2 separate regions of the Oryctolagus cuniculus genome follow, and region 2 is linked to region 1. The links are chromatin contacts, called in public Hi-C maps. All regions are on one chromosome and are shown on one strand. Each heading gives the region's core, a stretch centred on a gene start, on an enhancer-like site or on the middle of the called end of the contact. The rest is flanking DNA. Distances are from core to core; before and after follow the strand shown.

Region 1 (7,728 bases), core at 2,904-5,403:
CACACCCTGGCAGGCAGCAGGTCCCTGCCACCTATGTGGGATACCTGGATTGGGTTCTAAGCCCTGGCTGTTGTGGGCATTTGGGGAGTGAACCATCAGATGGAACAGCAGACAGGACACCTCTCTACCTCTCTACCTCTCTCTCTTTCTCTCCTTTATACCTCTGTGCTGCTCTGCCTTTCAAGTAAGTAAAAATAAACAAGCATTTTTTTAACGGAGCTAAAGCCACCTATATCTCATGGAATTGTCAGGATTACAGAACTGCCTATGATAATTCCTGGTACATAAAAGGCCAACTAATGGTAACTATTGAGAGCCCGAGTGCCAACTGCCTTACCGAACTTTGCAAGGCTGTTCTTTAACTAGCAAAGGAGTCATGCTGCTCCCACGGTCCCATGCCTACATCCAAAATATTCCATTTCAGCAATCCGTAATTAACCAAATCAAGAGATTAAACAAATCAGGGCAAGAAAGTGCTAACGTGGCTCAAGTCAATCTCCTCTGACAGCAACTAAGTCAGCGCGAGACGGGCACAATTGCCAAAAGGAATCAAGAGTCTATTTCAACACAGTCACTACTGATCCTGAGGTAGGCACAAACTAGCTGAGGTTCTCGGGCTTCCGGCCTTACTGTCAGGAAGTTTTAATTTTCAGCTTTGGAAGATCCTCTCTTGCTTGTTCTCCCTGCTGTGCTCCGACACTCCTATCCTTATTTTCAACAACACAAGGAAGAAATACTTTCGGTGACTGCTACTGCATTCACTGTGAAACTTATCTTCCCATTTCGCATATGACATTTTACAGATTCTTGGTTTCACAGGCTCACTTAATGTGAGTTTATGAACAACATGTATAAACATGGGAAGTCTTCAAAGAGTTCATGAAAATGTGTATTACAAAAAAATTAAGCATGGATTTCAAAATTTTTGCACTAAAATAAACTTTAATAAATTCCATTTTTCCACAAACTTTTTTTTTAAATTAATTAATTTGAAAGGCAGAGTTACAGAGAAAGAGGAGAGAGAGAGAGATCTTCAATCCACTGGTTTATTCCCCAAATGGCTACAACGGCTGGAGTTAGGCCAGGCCAAGGCCAGAAGCCAGGAACGTCCTCAGGGTCTCCCTCATGGGGGCAGGGGCCCAAGCATTTGGGCCACCCTCTGCTGATTTTCCAGGCTCATCAGCAGGGAGCTGGATCAGAAGTGGAGCATCCAGGACTCAAACTGGCACCCATTTGGGATGCCAGCACCACAGATGGCACCTTTACCCACTACGCCACACGGGCTCTTCCACTAACTTTTTGAATGACTATCCTGTTTCAAAGCTGCAATGACAACATCTGACACCCAGAGCCCCCTAAGCTAACGGGATGGAGACAGGTACCAAAGGTGTCTGAGTAACCTGTCAATCATACATTTATTCTCATCAACCAAAGCACTTGGGAATTCTGGTTCTTCAAGAAAGGTTTATTTCCCATGTGTCACTGAGCAGAGTAACAGAACTAAGAAAAATGATGACAGATACATGAATAGAGTAGGGAAATCATCAATGAAAATATAACTGAAATGTTTGCACACGACAATTACAAAATAAAAGCAACAGTCACCAGTTACAGAGCCAAAGGCAGCTATTTCAGTCCCAGTCCCCCCAGACCTCCCTCATAATAAAAGCAGAAGGGAGTCCAGGGCAGAATGATTACTTAAATAGACAATCTAAAAATCAGGAAATGCTCAACAAATCAAAATGTCATACTGCAGTCCCCTGGTGGGAGACTTTCAACTTGAGGGAAGAAATCTTGTTCTCATTCAGCCAATGGACACGCAGAAAGTTAAAGGTCCCGCCCCAGAAAGCAGCTCAGCAGTGCCCTTAGTTTTGTCAAGGCAGCTGCCTCCTTGCCCACAGCCTCATCCACTTAATTTTCAGCAAAGAAGCTGGGTTTTGTTTGTGTGTGCATGTGTGTAATTAACATTGTAAGGCAAGCTCAGCCCTGTCTCCCACAGCCTTGAGGCTGCTGAGTAAACCTAGAATCACAGAACACACATTTTGATGCTGAAAAAAAAAAAAAAAAAACAAAAAACAAAAAACAAGAAAGTGCTTCAGCGACAAGGAACACAGTCGAGAAGCATATCTAGAATTAAAACAGACTCTGGTGGTGGCCTGTGATTTTTAACTTCGTTCTGCAGAATCGTATCTTTAGAAGTCACGGTGGCCTGTCTTTAAGCAATAATGGGAGGAATATAAATCTTATAGTGAATGATAGCTGCAACTTCCTAAGACCCTCTGATATGCAGCAAGTTCACTTCATATCCTATTTTACATAAGAGGAAGCTAGGATTTGCAGGACTTGGTAACTACCCAAAAGCTAGTGAAGAGGGTACAGGATTGGAACACAGGTCTGCCTGGCTGTTAATCCAATGCTTTAAACGCAATCTGTTAAGTACTTTTACCCTCAAGAGATCTAATAAAATTACAGATTGTAGACAAAAAGACTCTTAATCACAAGAAAAAGATTTGGCCAAAGTTATAAAGCAACTCCACTAGTCAGAAATATGCTTCAGACTCGCAGACATTATACAAGTGCTTCCCACAGTGGTGCCCATGCTGCCTTTCTATTGTAATTCTTCCCACAGGAGTTTCGCGCTGCAAGTGACAAGGACACTGTCCTAAAGCACTACTGAATTCCACCAGCCTTGCCTCTGACACGGTGGCTGGCATGAAAGGGCTGTCACGGAGCTGTAACAACAAAAAGTTAGCCGGATCCCAGGTTCCAGTTCAGCCGAGTGCTACACAGTAAACCCCAGGCAGCCTCCCATCCCTTTATTGATGTTCTGATACGATCAATTTCAATTACAATCACAAATCACTGTGTAGAGTTTGCCTAGGAAATCTGCCACCATCCGTTTTCCCAGGGTCCACGTCTCTGTGTCAGTGTTTGTCCTGTCTGTCGGTGCTGATTTCGCTCCCAGACAGAAGACAGCCACGCCACGGGCAGCCTCGCGGACTGGTAGCCCAGGGGCGTGGTACACCTGGGGGCACTTGCTCCCCGCAGTTCCGAGGCGCCCTCCACACGGTGCAAGAAGCTGACAGCTCAGACAGAAAGCCTCACAATGACTGCCCCCACCCCGCCCCCCAAGGCAGCATTTCTTCCTAACACTTTCAGATGATAATAAAGGAGCCAAGGAAGCAATCCTGGTGGCCAACGACAGAGCAGGGAGGACAAACCTTTTCAGGGGGAAAAAAAAAGAGTAAGGAGAATCCCTCCTGCGCCTTTACATTCAAAGACGTGAGGCTTCCACGCGAGCTGGGAAGCAAGGGCACGGCTGCTCTCCGGACGCGGCCGGCCGGGGCGTGGGGGGACCACACAACTCCCAGGCTTGCCATGCGAGCTCTCCAGAGACGATCCCTGCACCCCGATGGCTGGGAGGGTCCCCACGCCCGAGTCAGGGGGTGCGAGGGGCGCCTCTCTCCCACCCCGCCTATTGCAAGTAGTAGCGGAGCGCTCCCTCCATGTTACTCGGAGCCAAGTGCGGCCGAGCCGCCCGGAGGCCGGGCGGCCGCACCCCCGACACTCGGGGCTGCAGGGGCAGGCGCTCTGCTCCCGCGATCGGAAGGGAGGGCGTGGAGGGGCCGCCGCGGCGCCGGACGACCCGCGGCTCCCGCTCCTCCCTCCCTCTCCTCGAGAGGCAGCCCGGCCCCAATACCTTCTTGACCGTGCGCGGCGCCTCGGTGACGGTGCCGTCGGGGCTGACCAGGGCCTCGCCGCCGTCGCGGTGCCGCTGGTGCTGGTGATGCGGGTCGCTCCGCTTCATGGCCGACGCCTGAGGCACCTTCCCGGCGGCAGGGCTGAGAGCCGCGGCGGCGGCGGCGGCGGCGGCGGGCCCCGAGCCCGGGCCGGGGGCCGGGGGCCGCTCCGCGGCAGGAGCTGGAGCCTCGGGGTCTCCGCCGCCCGCTGGGGGGACCATGGCGCCCACGGCCGCGGCGCTCAGTCCTAGCTGCGGCTCCGCCTCGGACGGACTCAGGTCCTTCAGCTCCACCTCAGGCACCTTGGCTGCTGCCGCCGCCGCCGCTGACACAACCTGCACCGACATCACCGCCTCCGCTGCAACCGCCGGCTCTGACTCCAGCTCCAGCTCCGGCTCGGCCCCGCCTCCCACCTCCCTTCCCCTTCCCTCCCCCATTCCCCCACTCCTCCCCTCCATCGCCTCCGCTCCCACCCCCTTCCTCCGCCCGCCTGCCCGCCCGCCCGCCAGCCCCGGCTTCTCCAGCCCCGCCCCTCCCCGCCCCGCCCCCGTCCGGTCCGGCTGGCGCGCGAGGCGCCTCGGAACCTGTAGTGCGCTTGCTCGGGACGGCGCCCGGCGAGGACACTGAGGGACCTCAGCCCCCGACCTGCACCGCGCGCTGCGGGGGCGTGGCTTCGCGGCCCCCTGGGAGTTGTAGTCCCTTCCGGCCTTTGCTCCAGGACGCCTGGGAGAGGGAACTCCTGGGCCTAGGGCGGGCGGCTAGGGGAGGGGAGTGGGGATAGGAGACTCTCCAGTGGGGATGAAGACGAGAAAGTCTGCAGAGGAGTTGTGGCTTCCGGGCCAGGAACGCCAGAAGCCTCAGGGAAAGTGGGGGAGGAAGGGCGCGCTACCCGGCCGGCGTGACTGTCCTCCGAGTGCGCGCGCGTCTGCGGCCACGTGAGCCGGTGTTTCAAGGCAGAGCGGCGGCGTCACGGGAGGAGGGCTCTGCCCGGGTGGAAGTGGCTAGGTTTTCCTTTCTTTCCCTGATGCCTTTGCAAACTTTAATGCCTTTGTTTTCAGAACGAATAAGACAGGACCTTGTGTGCTTTGGTGACTTCGGGCACATTTCGGGTCTCCAAGCTGACAACTTCGAAGGCTGAGGAATTCGCGGGTCTCCTTAAATGAGGCCACATCTTTTGACCTATTAATTCTGCGAGGAAATAATCAGAAATCCAAGTTCGTGAGTCGGCATAAAGGAATATTCATTAACATACGAATGGTCATTTCTCCAAATGATGAGATTTTGGGTAGCTTTTACTTTGTGTGTACCTTTCTGTAGTCTTTAAATTGGCAGTTTTTAATAACAGAGACGTATTTTAAACTGTCCAAAATATAATGGTTACAACCTCTACAAGTAAGTTTCCAAGAACTGTTAATAAGATAAATACGTGCTTATGATAAAAAATACTAATCTAAGCAGACGAAAGTGAACAGTAAATGAGATTTTATATAAATAACTCTTAAAATACATTACACTGCAATCAACTCTGATGACAGATGAAGAGACGGATTTTTTGCTTCTCTGTTACTCAGACTGAGGCACAGTTTATGCCTTAATAACCCGGACAACTCAGGCAGGCGACTTTGGAGTAACCATTTTTCCCCCTGGTAAGGAAGAGAAGTCCCCTGCCTGGCTCTCTCCTTCCCTTGAGCTACTGTGAACCTGTGAACTTCGTGGAGCTGTCCTGGTTGGAAGGGAAGCTCTCATTCCTGGTGTCAGATCTGTGCCTCCCACCAAGACATCTGAGCGCTGCGATTTCTACCAAGTCCACGAGTCTCCCAAGCACAAGAGCTCAAGGACGCTTCCTCTTCACGTTCTGGCTTTCAGAACGTCCTGCCGGTGACAGAAATCCAGCCCCGAGCTTCATCTTCCAGCTGTTGGGGCAGAGATTAGCCGCCCGTAACTGATTTCTTTCTTCCCGCTAATGCACAAGGGAGCTGTGGTATAGCCACCTGGCGTGTGCTGGAGCCCAGAAGGCAGCAGCTGCCCACCTGGAGCGCCAGCAGAAGTGATCCCTGAAGGGGTGGTTAGTCCTAGAGCGGAACGTGGTTAGAAAACATAAGGGATCAGAGCACTGCACAGAAACGGATCTTCGTGTTTTATTTATTCAGGCACCACCACTCTGGGGACCAACTGTCAAGGCATACTCTTCCCCCATTCGCACCTCCATCGCTACGCACCTGCTGCCTCTGCCATCTCTGTGGCTGAGGGCCACCAGGCACAGCTGAAGGAAAATCACCATGCTGGTCAAGCACAAGTTTATGAACGCCTTAGCGAAGTGTGCACTACAGAGCTTTCCCCTTCGCCTGGCTCATGCAGCTTCGAGAACCGTGGTAGACAGGGAGAACTTCTCTGAGGTATCTAGCCAGTCCAAGAAGGAAAATGAAGCTAGTAACATTGAGAGCTCCCCCAGGATATAGGCTAGCCAGCGCACCCATGGTGAACACCATACTCATGGTCACATGGTTTTCCTGAACCTGTTAAGTACATCACCCTTAAGTCGGAGCAAAGCCACCAGACGTATGAAGAAAATCTCCCATGTGAAGGACAGAGACAACATAGCAGAACAAGTAAATAATAAAGAAAGCAAGACACCCCCACCACCAACACCATGACATCCTCAAAGCCTTAAGATACTGTATCTTGAAGAACATGCTGTTGCAAGGAGTGAATGAACAATGAGGGGCCAGCACTGTGATGTAGCAGGTAAAGCCGCCACCTGCAGTGCCAGCATATCATATGGGTGCTGATTCTAGTCCCAGCTATTCCTCTTCCGATCCACCTCCCTGCTATGGCCTGGGAAAGCAGTAGATGACCCAAGTCCTTGGGCCCCTGCACCCACGTGGGAGACCTGGAAGAAGCTCCTGGCTCCTGGCTTCGGATTGGCCCAGCTCTGGCCCATTGCAGCCATTTGGGGAGTAAACCAGCAGGTGAAAGGTCTCTGTCTCTTCTTCTTCTCTCTCTGTAATTCTGCCTCTCAAGCAAATAAATAAATCTTTAAAAAGCTGCAGGATCAGAAAGATGAATTTTTAAAAGATTTATTTTGTTTATTTGAAGGGCAGAATTACAGAGAGAGGGAAAGAAGAAAGCTCTTCCATCCATGGTTCACTCCCCAAATGGCTGCAGTGCCGCAATGGCCGGTGCTGGGCCAGGTCGAAGCCAAGAGCCAGGAATTCCATCCTGTGTCCCACATGCATGGCAGGGGGCAAGGAGGTGAACCATCTTCTGCTGCCTTCCCAAGAGCATTAGCAAGAAGCTGGATCAGAAGTGGAGCTGCTGGGACTCAAAGCAGCATGGTGATAGGTGATGCAGGTACCTGCTGTGCCACAGAGCAGGCCCCCAATATTAAAATGTTTTTTAATATTTATTTATTTATTTATTTGATGGGCAGAGTTACACAGAGGCAGAGAGAGAGAGAGAGAGATCTTCCATCTGCTGGTTCACTCCCCAGATGGGCACAATGGCTGGAACTACGCCAATCCAAAACCAGGAGCCAGGAGCTTCTTCTGGATCTCCCATGCAGGAGCAGGGGCCCAAGGACTTAAGCCATCTTCTACTGCTTTCCCAGGCCCCAGCAGAGAGTCGGATGGGAAGTGGAGCTGCCAGGACTTGAACAGGCACCCATATGGGATGCTGGCACTGCACGCAGTGACCCCACCCGCAAGGCCACAGCGCTGGCCCCTAAAATGTTTTTGAATCAGTTCAAGAAGCTGGAAGACAAGGCCTGCAAACCCTACAGACCCTGGCATTCTGTGGAGGGACAGGACACAGAGCTACTGTTGCCAAGGGCGGTCCTCCCACTGTTCAGTGGAGACTGCCTTCTCCAAAAGTAATTGCTGTCTCATACAGAAGCTTATAAGCTTGCTACAATATACATTTTCCCTACTGCTGGCTCAACCTTAGCTTGTTCAAGCCTGCTGAATGACTCACTGTGCATTCCCCTTGGGGC
Region 2 (7,728 bases), core at 2,564-5,063, 260 kb before region 1:
ATACCTGTTTTTGGCAGTGATGTAGGACAAGATATTTTGATTGAAGAATTTCAGGATCAACGGGATGCAGTTGGCAAATACCAAATGTTGTGATACATATTCAAACTGAATTAAAACATCAAAGCAGAAAGCGCTGTTTACTTGGAGAAGAACAAAGTGTCTATGTAAAAATGAGAGGAAGTATAAGCCTAATTTCCATTCCTAAGAAAAATCTATTATCCCCTTGTGTTACCAGCTTTCCCAAGGAAATGGGAACAGTCATCTTCAGCTGCGTTAGAAGACAACCTGATGTGTATGTTGCAAGCTCCTGACCAAAAGCGCAAAACAAACGAGCAAGCCAGAAAAATGCACTCCAAGGAAATAGAAAGCATTGCTGTGAGATTGGCTCCTGAGCTCAACAGGAAGGAGGGCTCCCTGAGGGAGCTTTTCCATCCCAAATCTCTAGCTCATGTTCCCACTGTGATTGCTACAGCAGCGACAGGTGCAGCTCACTCCTGGCATCTGCCGCCATCACTCAGGATGGAGACGGCACAGAGTAACCAAGTGAACCACTGGAATGTGGGCTCCAGCTGGAGTCCGGCTGGCACACCACATTTTCCCTAGTACTTAGAATCCTGTAACTATTTTAATGAATGAGCAAACAGCAGCTTTTTAGCTAACAGACCCTGTACTGACAAGTTCGAGATGGTTTCTGGTGGGCTAAGCACCAGAACCGGGGGTCACATTTTGCTTTCTTGAATCTAGATGGGGTTTGTGTCCAGGAAGAGCTAGTGGGGCAGGTGGCCGTGCGGGTGGTGTCGTGGGGTTATGTCACCCAGGTTTTGCCCGTGGTACCCTGAGGAGCATCCTAGTTGCTTCCAGCTCCAGAACGTAGAATGGTGAGACAATCCAGAAACGGGGTTGAGCAGGCAGAGAACGGGTGCTTTGCACCCTCCGGCTCCTCCCCACAGCGGCATACTAGCCGCCTCTGCCTCTGGGGTGTGTGCTCAGAGGCAGGGAGTCAGCTTGTACCATGACCACTTCCTTCTTCTGCCTGAAGCTCACCCAGGGTATTTTCCAAAGCCCCAGACAGAGGAGCCAATACAAACCGACTATCAAGTGATGGAAACTTTTCTGTTTGAGATGTGCCTGAACTCTCTCAGGATTCACTGGCACTGACACACATCGGCAAGACCCATTAAGCTGCTTATCCGCGTGGCTTCCACCCACATACTGTCCACCAGGAGAGGCAGACGTGAACATGCATCCCTAGTTCTCTGTTCCCTTTCTCCAGTGAACGATGTCTCCTACTGGTCTCAGCGAACACAGGCAGAAGTGTGACACCAGGACATCCTAACAAGTCCAAAGATGTCTCTGAATGTGTTCAAGTGGAGAGATACTCTGCGTGTATGGGGCCAGGGCCAGGGCCATGAGCCTGCGGGGGTCCCCCTGCCCTACTGGCAAGCTAGGTTCTGCCTTCTTGGGAGGGAAATGGCCTGGAGCTTCTGGAAAGCTTTCTCTGCTCCCTGCAGTCTCCCCACACCGGAGGCATCCCTTTGCCACCTGCACCTTGTCCCCGTGTCCCACAGGACCAAGTCCAAACTCCTTAGCATGGCAAACAACGTCTTCATGGGAAAGCAGGCTCTTTACCTTTTTTAAGTTTCTTTTACTTCATCCAAAAAACAGGGATGACGTAAGACCTACCTCATGGAGATGATAGAGCACAGAAGGGCTCAGTAATTGTGTGCTATCAGAAATACCTTGATCTGTTCCTTGCCATGGACTACCAGGCCGTTCCCGTCTCTCCCCGTGCCAGGCAGAACTCCAGAAACAGTTAATTGCCGTCTGCAAAGGCACTTTGCTCTCTCCCCTCTGGACTTCCATGTAACTAGCTTTTCTGCTTGAAATGCTTCCTGGTCTCCTCCCCTGAAACTCCCACATCCTGGCTAATATGTTTCTCTAGGACTCTGGTTAGAAGTCATCTCTTCTCTGCTTCAAGCTAGATTCGGTGTTTCTATCACGGGGAAGAACTGTGGTGCAGTGGCTTACGCTGCTGTTTGTGATGCCTGCATCCCATGTTGGAGTGCTGGTTCAGGACCTGGCTACTCTGCTGCCAATCCAGTGCCCTGGTAATGCGTTTGGGAAGTACTCCATGCCAGAGAGATCCGGATGGAGTTCTGGGCCCCTGGCTTTGGCCTGGGCCGGCCCCAACTGCATGACAGCATTTATCACTCTATAATTGTAAAATTGGTTATTTTGTACTTGTATCCTTTACAAGACATCAGGCCCTTAAGAGCCAGCACTGTACCTTATTCAGAATTATATCTCAAATGTCAGAAAAGTGCTTCACACACAGAAAAGTGTGGTCAACATACTTTGCCACCCTTTCTTTTTTTGTAGAATGTTAGAATTCTGTCTGGCCTGGGCATATTCCCAAGAAGTCAAGATCCCTACTCATAACGCTGGGATAACATACAAAGAACATGGACATCTATACCTTTCTACACGTAGCTCCCTACCACCACTCCATGCCCCCAGCTCAAGCTTCTAGAAAGACAAGGCTGAAAGATGCTCGGTGGACTTCACGGGCCCTGCATTCCTCCCCAAGAGACGGGGCCTGGAGAACACCTGAGACCCATGGAGTGTTTCTGGCTGCTTACCTGGTAGATGTGGTTGAGTTTGAAGTGTTTGAGAAGCAGGAGGAGCAGGGCAGAGATACTCTTGACAATGATCTCTTTGTGTCTGTTCACATCAATGCCCAGCTTCATGCTCTGTACAACAGTGATGCTGCAGTGGGGAGAGGAGGCATCGGTGGAGAGGATGATCTTAAAGGGAGGCCCACGATGACCCACGTCCTTGGGTCAGAAGCAGTACAAGCGGGAGGAACCTGAACTTCTGTGCTAGGGAAACCTGCAGAGTTCCCACCTGCAAGCCTGTCTGGAGAAAACCTCCACTGGTCTCTGTTGCTCTCTCTCTCCTCGGGGAAGCTCGTCCCTTGGCAGTGTCCACCCACATCCCTGGGCTGCCAGTCACTGGCACGGAGGTCGCCCTCCAGGCCCTCCGTCCTCAGCTAAAAAGAGCACAGCAGAGAGGCCTGCCGGGGAGTGGGAGATCTCGCTGGGGACGATCCCGTGAGCGTTCACAAGGAGGGGCGGGGACAGACAAGACAGCTAGTGCCCGGTGGAAGCACTCACGGCATCTCCTCGGGCAGGACGTCTGCCAGGATGTTGATAGAGTCTGTCTTAGCCTTGGAGGTGGGGGCTGCGGCCAGCAGAATCTTAAGCAGAGCGATCTGGGAAGCGGAAGAGGAGGCGGTGGTTCTCCCCACCTCACCAGCCCCATGGGAAGCGTTTTCAAGCCTTTCCCTATGTTCTTCCCTTGGGGATCAAATCTCCCCAGCACCCAGAAGGGCAAACAGGTGCCCAGTCCTGAGAGGCCTGCCTGTTAGGCTAGGGAGGGAGCCACAGGGAGTTGACAGGCTGCTCTGCTTCAAGACTGCTCTATCCAAAGGGGAGGTTGCACAAAAACAGGGAGGGATAAGCTCAACTCCTCCCACCACCCTGACTGGCAGCACTGCCCCCACTTTCAGCGTGAGGCTATGTAGGCCTTGGCGGCCCTGGCAGATCTCAGAGGACTCTGCACTTACCTAGGAGGAGGGCCCCCAACTCAGCCCTTACAAGGCTCACCTTGTCGTCCACCCCTCCCAAAGAAAGAGGAGGGAGAACAGCTCCTTCAGAGGGGCCCTGGGGAAAGCTCAGAATGCCTTGCCGAGGGGCGAAATCTCAGGGAAAAGCTCAAAGGGCGGACAGCCAGCTTGACACGGCTCCCGGCTGTGTGCTCCTGGCAGTGGAGAAGGGCTGCGGTGGCCCAGCTGGCTCCTTACCATGTACTGGGGGAGGCTGTACAGCATGCCCTGGTAGAGGATTTCACACGGCGTCTCTGGAACCACCTCTTCCCCCTGTGGCAGAAACACACGGTTTGCATAGGCCAGGTCGTGAGGGGTGGCGTGCAGAGAGCACGGGGGCCGAGTCAGACCTAGGTTCTCCCCCTAGAGCTGTTGATGGCTCACTGTACGACCTTGGAAAGGTCACCTTCCTCTCCAAGTCCTAATTTCTTCTTCAGTAGGATCAGCAGGCTGGTCAGCATGGCCTTTCTTGGCTCTTCTGGGTCTCACAATGTATGATTCCGGTTTTTCCACTCCCTGGCGTGAGTCCAGAATTTCTTTCAGGAGTCACAACTTCCTCCCAAGAGCTGGGTCAGAAGACTGCTTGGCTGGACAGACACACAGGCCAGAAGGACCACCCTGGACACACATGGGCTCAAGTAGGCCACAGGTATGCCTGGGATACTGGAACAGACGCTGCACACAGAGGTACTTTCCACGGTGTCCACCTGGGGAGCCAAGAGCTATAGAACGCTCTGTAATCCAGGAAGAAGAGGTAGGTGGCTCAACAATGAAGGCTCATAAGGGTGACTTATAACCCAGAGGGACAGGAGGAGTATTTGCAGGGAAGCTTTTAGGTGGAAGCAAACTAGCTTCTTCTTTCCATTAGCCCCAACAACAGCACTTTCTTTTTCTGACGAGTCCCCCCATGCACAACTGTCTGTGGCCATTTTTCCCCTCAGTTTTACTTATTTATCTGAGAGGCAGAGATATAGGTACACAAAGAGACAGAGAGATAGAGCTTCCACTCACTGGTTCACTCCCAAATGCCTGTAAGAGGCAGGGCTAATACAGACTGAAGCCCGGAGCTAGGAGCCCAGAACTCAATCTGGGTCTCCTGTGTGAATGGCCGAGGACTTGAGCCAAGGCTGCTGCCTCCCAGGGTGCACAGTGGCAGGAAGCTGGAATCAGGAGCAGGGTTGGGTACTGAGCCAACTGGCATCTTATAGCTATGCCAAACGCCTGCACTGAAACACCTAGTGTTTATGCCGCCGTCTCCTGGGTTTGCTCCCACTTTGTGTTTTTCTTACTCTTCGTTTCTGGCTCCTTTTCTAACTCACCCCACTCTCAACACATTGGCTTGTCCCAGGGCTTTGTCAAGGGTTCCATGCTCTTCTCTGTCTCTGCTCCTTCCTTGAGTCACCGCAGCTGGTTCTAGGGCTATTCACATGGTCTGTAAGTCAGTGACTCTCAAATTTATTTCTAGAAACAGCCTCCTCCCTAGGACTCCAGACCTATATATTTGATTGCCTGGCAGTGTCTCTTGGATAGCTAACAGGCGTCTAAAGCTTAGTATGATGAAAACAGAACTCTTAATATTCCTCCCCATCTTGGCAAAGGGTACTTACTCTGGATTCCTCTCTCTGCCTGTCTACATCCAATTGAACTTCAAGTCCTGTCAGCTAGATCTCTAAAATATAGCCCAAGTTCACTCACTTTTCTCCATGTTCATAAATACTTCCCCAGTGCTGGTCACCATCATCTCTCACCTGGACCATTTTAAGAGCTGCCTATCTGGTCTCCCTGCTTCTACTCTTTTCTGGTCCTATCTTTACGTGGCAGCCAATGGGTTTTTGTTTTTGTTGTTCTTTTGTTTTCTAAAGATTTATTTATTTATTTTAAAAGTGGAGTTAAAGAGAAGGAGAGGTGGAGACACAGAGACAGAAGTCTTCCATCAGCTACCCCAAATGGTAGCAACAGCTGGAGCTGGGCCAGACCAAATCCAGGAGCTAGAAGCTTCATCTAGGCCTCCCAAGTGGGTGTAGGGAGCCAAGCACTTGGGCCATCCTCTGCTGATTTTTCCAGGTGCATTAGTAGGGAGCTGGATGGGAACTGGAGCAGTTGGGACTCAAACAGGCACCCATATAGGATGGTGGCACTGGAAGTGGTGGCTTAACCCCCTATGCCACAGCACCGGCCCCTGAGCCAATAGTTTTGAAAAACATAAATTGGAGTAGGAGTTTAGCCTAGTGAGTAAGACATTGCTCAAGATATCTGCATCCCACATCAGAGAACCTGAGTCGGATTCTTGGTTCTGGCTCTTGATCCAGCTTCCTGCTAACACAGATCCTGGGAGGCAGCAGTGATAACTCAGTATTTGGATTCCTGTCACCCACATGGGAGATGTGGATTAAGTTCCAGGCTCCCAGCCTCAGCCCTGGCCTGGCCCTGGCCACTATAGGCCATGGAGCTTGAACCAGCAGATGGGAGTTATATTTCTCTCTTTATCTCAAATAATTAAACTTTTTAAATAATAATAAAAGCATAAATCAGATCATGTTGCTTCCCTGCTTAAAACCCAAAAGGCTTTCCCGTGTGCCAGGAACCAATTCTGAGCTTCCCCACTTTTGCTTACAGGTCCTGTGTAAAGTCTCAGGTGACGTCTTTGACTCTGCCTCCACAACCCCACCCCTCAGCTCAGTTCTCCAGACACTCTGTCCTTGCGCTCCCCTCTGTTCCCGCTGCTCCCTGCTGTTCCCTCTGCTTGGAAGGCTCTTTCTTCCGGTGTTCCTACGTCTGGCTTCTTCTCACATTTCAGATCGTGCTGAAAAGTCACCTTCTCAGAGGTCTACCTACTTTGAGTGCCCAACCTAAGGTAGTCTACAGATGCTATCGTGTCGTCCTATTTACATTGCATTCATTGTACTTAGCATTAACTGATAGTCTTTGGGTTGCCTATTTGTTTACTGTCTTTCTTCCCTAACTTTAATATATTGTGGAAGCCAGGACCTTGTCTTGTCTGGCACTCAGGTAGAGCCAATACACTGAATGAGCACATGCACACAGCTCTGGGGCAGCACCAGACAGAGTTCCTCCTGCTGTCCTCCTGTGCAGGAGCCCAAGGCTCACCAAAGACATGGGGCATTTCTCCAGCTCCTCTTCGTTCTTGATCTGCACGTCTGCGATGGAGATATACTTGTGCTGGGGAAGATGAGAAGATCAACAAGGGCTTAGGGCCTCAGCCACATGTGCACCAGGCCTTACTTAACTTCATCACCGACAAGAAAATGTTCTGATTATGGTTTGCCACCCCAAATGGACATGAACTCTTTGAGGACAGGAGTCCTATTTACCCCCGCATGAGCACTGTTGCTGTTTATTCCCTGTTTCCATAATTACTGAACAGCAGCAAATACCTTTATAGCATTTACCTTTACACAAAGTAGAAACCAACCACAGGCCCATGTCCCTGCCCTAAGAGGATATTTATTTATTTGAGAGGCAGAAAACAGAGAAAGAAAGAGCTCCTCCATCTGTTGCGTCACTCCTCAAGTGCCTGAACTAGCCAGAGGGTAGAAGCTGGGAGCTGGGACCCCAATCTAGGTCTCCCATGTGGGTGGCAGGGGCCCAACTATTTGAGCCATCACTGGTGCCTGCTGGTGTCTGCATTAGCCGGAAGCTGGAGTCAGGTGCGGAGGTGGGTCTCGAAGGCCGAATGCCCAGCCCTGCCCTGAGGGTTCTGATGTATGTGTGGTGTGATGAACCCACACTTTGTATCCACACACACAGTGGATGCTGAGGAGTTGTCTGCGCAATCCGGGCCTTGGGGAGTTTGTGGGCCTTCGAGGGAGACAGGTGGGGGGAAAGAGAAGGATGGGAAGGCAGAAAGGGAATGAGAAGAAAGAAGTCCATCTGTCTGAATGTGAGAAACTGGGTAGTTAGGGAGAGGTTTTATTTTTCCGGTTTGGCCAGAAGGCCTGCAGGGGAATTTGTAGGAGGTACAGAATGAATCTGTCAGGAGAGTTCCACCCAGCTTCCAGGACCCCTGACAATCTGACTCAGCTTGATGGCTCCCTAGCCCCGAG

Evidence for each region. A called contact is a pair of places that touch in the nucleus more often than the background predicts.
Region 2: a Hi-C map of psoas muscle shows a contact between it and region 1, with 3 times the contacts expected there. The contact joins the enhancer-like site here to the promoter of AHCYL2 in region 1. A contact is called at or near these places in 3 of 6 Hi-C or Micro-C datasets (ear pinna, psoas muscle and an unstated tissue).

What each region holds. Positions count from the first base shown.
Region 1 is chr3:165,402,218-165,409,945 of mOryCun1.1, reverse strand. It overlaps AHCYL2 (adenosylhomocysteinase like 2), which reads right to left and starts at 4,153. Exons shown (of 17, transcript XM_008258210.4): 1 at 3,701-4,153. The coding sequence starts at 4,087.
Region 2 is chr3:165,657,081-165,664,808 of mOryCun1.1, reverse strand. It overlaps STRIP2 (striatin interacting protein 2), which reads right to left. Exons shown (of 23, transcript XR_007920749.2): 13 at 6,773-6,844; 14 at 3,863-3,937; 15 at 3,174-3,271; 16 at 2,640-2,766; 17 at 5-105. Among named protein-coding and RNA genes, the nearest start is that of STRIP2, 23 kb to the right of the region's middle. Within about 2 kb of position 3,813, at least 3 of the 8 cell types and tissues checked have an H3K27ac peak or open chromatin away from gene starts, as enhancers often do. A contact at or near this core is called in ear pinna, where this site is marked.